Regions from separate parts of the Astyanax mexicanus genome. Here region 1 is linked to region 2. Evidence: chromatin contacts called from public Hi-C data. All regions are on one chromosome and are shown on one strand. The core of a region is the stretch at or near the end of the contact, and the rest is flanking DNA. Distances in the headings are between cores, read along the strand shown.

Region 1 (2,700 bases), core at 59-2,558, 150 kb after region 2:
TATCTCATCATCATTTCTGGTGATTCCACAGTGAGTGCTATATCTTTATGAATCTTTATAAACATAACAGCTGTCCTTCACATTATTGCCATTATGTCATGATGTCAATCTCATGTTAAACGGACCAGGTCTCAAATCAAATATTTTCACACTGACTTTCAAAATGAAAGATATATATATATTCTCCAGCATATAGTATATATTCTTAAATGTTGCAAACGCAAATGTTCCTTCTTGCATAATAATTGCATAATAATGTGGCTTCCTAATTTGAAATAGTCAGTTCCACCTTAAATGGTGCAGCAGATAAATTTCATAGTTTTATTATGTTAAGTGTTAAGTGCTAATACATATATATATATATATATATATATATATATATATATATATATATATATATATATAATAAGTAATATCTATATATCTATACATTGAGCTCGATTTATATTTCTGCAAATATATACATATATATATATATATATATATGTATATGTGTAAGAAAGAGTATAAGGGTCAGTAGGAAAATATAATATATTAAGTATTAAATATACATAGATTATATTATGTCATCATCACTCATGCAACATAAGTGTGTTTATGTATCTATGTATCTATGTATGTTTGTGTGTGTTTATAAGTGTGTGTATGTGTGTGTGTGTGTGTGTGTGTGTGTGTGTTTCTGCCCGCGGCGCGCGCTCACCTCTCTTGGCTCTTCCTATCTGTCCGAGTTTGGGGGGTCTCTTGGCCTGTCCCGCGCCGAAGAACGCGCTCGTGTCCTGCAGCCCGCAGCTGAAGGACATCTGGCTGACGTCATTGTCCGGCCCGTAGCCGCTCATCTTCCCCTCGCTGTACGGCAGCACCTCGGACATGATAATGATGATGGCGCGCGGACTCGCGAGCGGCTGGTACTGCTGCTGCTGTTGCTGACAGTGACGGTTACACGCGCGCACCGTATCCTCCGGTCTGAGCGCGCGCGAGAGAAAGAGCCTGTGCGTAAAAGCGCGTGAAAGAGGGTTCTAGAGAGTCTGGTAGAGCCCCGCTGCTGGTGTTTGAGCTCGCGCTGCTGCTTCTGGTGGTGGTAGTGGAGCTCGTGCTGCTGCTGGGTTGTTGTCTGCTGTCAGTCTGGAGAGGAACAGGATCCGCGGCGCGAGCAGAGCAGAGGAGAGTAGAGGACTGTGCGCGCGCTGCTGCTGCCGGTGTGTGTGTGCGCGTGTGTGTCTGCCGTGGGATGTGGGAGATCCCGCGATCATAAAGGGAACCCAGGCGGAGCGGTGAAGTCATCCATCCGGGTCTGAAGTGGAAGTGTGTGTTTCAGAGAGAGAGAGAACAGCGAGAGAGAGAGAGAGAGAGAGAGAGAGAGAGAGAGAGAGAGAGAGAGAGAGAGAGAGAGAGAGAGACAGAGAGAGAGACAGAGATACAGAAAGATAGAGACAAGACTGACCCCAGCAGGTGGTGGTGGGAAATGATGCCTGTAACTGTAACAGAAACCCCGCGGAAAAGCTCAGCTCAAGCTGGTCAGTTGAGATTTTGACCAATACAGGCTTTGTTTTTTGAAGTTTAATGATTTAGCTGACCTATAGTGCTGTGAAACTTTAATATTAGACACATATACCAAAATTACTCCAAAAGGGCATAGACAACTCATCCAGGAGGTCACAAAACAACCCAGATCCCAGAAAAATGTTATCAATGGGAGGGATAGAAGGTCAAAAAAACACTGCTGACCAAAAACAACACAAAGGACTAGCTCACATTTGCCACCAAACAAAGAGGAGAGAGAGAGACAAAGAAAGAAAGAAAGAAAGACAAATAGAAAGAAAGAGGCAAGACTGACCCCAGCAGGTGGTGGTGGGAAATGATGCTGAAAAGGACTGTAACTGTTACAGCAATCCCACTAAAACATGAGATTTTGACCAGTACAGGGTATGTTTTTGTTCAAGTTTGATGGTTTAGCTGACCTACAGTGGTGTGAAACTTTAATATCAGACAAATATACCAGAATTACTCCAAAAGGGCATGGACAACGCATCCAGGAGGTCACAAAAGCACCCAGAACCAAGAAAATGTATCAATAAGGGGTTTCAAGGTAAAAACCACTGCTGACCAAAAAGAACACAAAGGACAATCTCACATTTGCCACCAAACAAAGGAGAGAGAGAGAAGATTGACCTCCAGCAGGTGGTGGTGGGAATGATGCTGAAAAGGACTGTAACTGTAACAGAAACCCTGCTGAAAAGCTCAGCTCAAGCTAGTCAGTTGAGATGTGAGAAGTGTGATGGTTTAGCTGACCTATAGTGCCGTCAAATTTTAATATCACTCAAAGATACAGAGGAAAGAGGAAAAAAGAAACAGAGAGAGAGAAAGAAAGAGACAAGGCTGACCCCATCAGGTGGTGGTGGAAAATGCTGGAAACGACGGTACCAGTAACAGAAACCCTGATGAAAAGCTCAGCTCGAGCTGGTCAGGCAAATTACTGGTTAAGTAGGTTGACCAGTTGAGATTTTAACCAGTACAGGGTAGGTTTTTGCTTAAGTATGATAGTTTAGCTGACCTACAGTGCTGTAAAACTTTAATATCAGACAAAGATACTTCCTTTTGAATTTACTCCAAAAGGGCAAAGACAACTCATCCAGGGGATCACAAAACAACAGAGAAAAAAAAAGTTCCAAGGCTGAACAAAAAGAACAGAAATTGCTGTTA
Region 2 (2,700 bases), core at 50-2,549:
CTTTCCAGTTACTGTCAATGACCAATCAATCTGATGGCCTTATCAAAACCATTATGAGAGATCATTCTTAGTGTGAGGAGGGCTAACTGACCCAATTCATTCCTCACTAATCCAACACTTCTTTATTTCTATACTGAAGAATTAGTTTATTTGACTCTCCCCACACAAAGCACAGCTGAGTGTGTTTCACAGTATTGTTTGTATAAAAAACAGTATTTTTACATTTTTTATTTAATTCAAAGTAAACTAAACACCAAACAGAGTGCAAAGTGTTATATCAGTACAGTACAGTAAGGACAGCACACCACTAGAGGAAGCCTGTGAGTGAGTCCTTAATGAATGGAGGTGAACGGAGGTAAAAGGCTAAAAACACAAAATAAAAACAGAAAATATTAGCCAAGATATTCCTTTTTGAGTAAATACAGTATCAGACAAAGAAAACCTGAGTAAATATAAAAACTTAAAGGATAATTTAACACAATAAAGGGAAAAACTACCCAAACCAATTAGCCTGTGTGAAAAAGTGTTCACCCCATAAATCTAATAAATTGGTTGTGCCACCATTGGCAGCACAACTGCAATCAAACATAACCAATAACTGGCAACGAGTCTTAAGGTCTTATGGTCAGTGTTAATGAATAAATAATAAGAAATAGACTGGTCAAAAATGGAAAAAATCCAATGCAAAAAACATTGCTGACCAAAAAGAACACAAAGATCCATCTCATATTTACCAACAAACTTTTTAGAAGTTATGCATCCTGTTACATAATATATATAAAATGTATATACATACTTTTCTAAAACTTTAAATAAAGGAAACAATAATAAAAAAGGGAAAAAATAAAAATAAATTGCTAAGTAGTATATATTACATTTACATATTAATGAAGATATGTTTTCTGTTTACAAATACATTTTATGATTACATAAGGTTGCATTTTATTTATTTATTATTATTATTATTAATAATAATAATAATAACAATAATTAATAATTATTTGTTATGATTATTTATTTTCTGCTGCTTGCAAGCATCATGATCTGGAAAATTTATATTGCTATTTATTTTTTCTATTTTTTTAAAGGATTAATTATTGCTGTTTCTAATTTACCTTAAATGCAGCTTTACAAGGGTATTGGTGTAGAGTGAGGGTATGTGGAGTGGTGGAGGTTTATTGATAAAAGTAAAATTGCGATACATAATTTTTATTTAATTAAAAATTAGTTTTAAACCGACGATTTTACTACATGCAGCGTCGAGGACTCTTAATTTGAAATTGTCATGTTCAGCTGAGGCGCACACACGTGAGTTTGTTGGGATCAGTGTGTGTGTGTCTGGGTCAGCTTGTGGAGTTTACAGTGAATTATTATTAATATTACAAACAGTATAAAACCCTGAGCACGTGGCTGTATAGACACAGCCCATCAGAGAACACAGCCTCTCTCACACTGTGTTTAAATTAATATTCTCTATTAACTCGCACAGCTAACAGGCTATAGCTACAGAGTGTCTCTGTTAATGATAGATATGGAGTATTTACCGCACTCTAACGCTGAGTATAAAGATATGCAGTACTGGAACACCAGGTATCAGACTGAGGAGAGCTTCGAGTGGTTCGGGGATTTCTCCAGATTTCAGCACCTCCTGGTTCAGCATGTGGGGAGATATGACTCCATTCTGATGCTGGGTGAGTTTTTAACATTATTCATTACTGACGGTCTGACTGACATCACTGTTTACTGGTCTAATCCAGTATATACTGGGCTTTAATAGGCTGAGAGACACTGATGTGTGTTTAGTGTTTTATTCTGTAACTCTACAAACTAAACAAGGTGGCGTGTTTGTAATGTCTGCATATATAGAGTGGGAACAACAGGGGGCGCTACAGCACTGTGTATCAGTATATTAATAACACTGCACATGCCAAATTAGTTTTTGGCTCATTGTAGCCCAGATATGATTTTTTTTCGTGGCAGTGTGAATGTGCTAAATCTGACTTTTTGGTCATTGTGGCTCAGATCTGATTTTTTCATGACTGTGTGAACATGCCAAATCTGTTTTTTTTCAAATCATATTTGAGTCACTTTCATATGTGTTCTTAAATCGGATATGTATCCGATCCATGGACATGCGACATGAATGTGAAAGGTCAAATTCAGGCTTTTTTTTTTCTTTTTCTAGTGCACACGCATCTCTTGGTGCAGCTGTGCAGCTATAGTTGCAAAAACAGCAAAAGCAAACCACCTGGCCTTTTTTTTAACCTCCTCAACCTGAGCATGAACTTCAGACCAGCTGTTTACTCTCCACTCCAGCAAAAGATGCTCCACATATGAGCTGCTAATGCATCCATTTCCCTTTATAAAGCTATGAGTCATCTCACACAGATACAGGTCACTTACATTTGTGAATGTGAACCATCAAGATAGTCAAATCCGATCTGAGCAAAAAAAAAATCAGATTTGAGCAGTGTGGTTTGTAATGTGAACGTAGCCTAAATCATATAACTAAAAGTTTAAACAAACCATAAATTTAGTGTTTTCTCATTATATTTAAAAGCCCTTAGCCAGTGAGTGGTGAAGTTCCCCGTTTATTGTTGCCACTTTTGAATCTCCACAGTTAACTGTTGTGGTGATCGACCAATGTAGTTATAAACTTTATGTGCCTTTCCTGTGCCCTGTCAGTGAAATGGTTTTAGT

Evidence for each region. A called contact is a pair of places that touch in the nucleus more often than the background predicts.
Region 1: a Hi-C map of muscle shows a contact between it and region 2, with 17 times the contacts expected there. The contact joins the promoter of camk2n1a here to the promoter of ece2a in region 2. A contact is called at or near these places in 2 of 3 Hi-C or Micro-C datasets (both in muscle).

The regions. Positions count from the first base shown.
Region 1 is chr4:30,558,725-30,561,424 of AstMex3_surface, forward strand. camk2n1a (calcium/calmodulin-dependent protein kinase II inhibitor 1a) reads right to left here and starts at 1,309. Exons shown (of 2, transcript XM_007231617.4): 1 at 701-1,309. The coding sequence starts at 869.
Region 2 is chr4:30,405,026-30,407,725 of AstMex3_surface, forward strand. ece2a (endothelin converting enzyme 2a) reads left to right here and starts at 1,300. Exons shown (of 3, transcript XM_022673148.2): 1 at 1,300-1,691. The coding sequence starts at 1,523.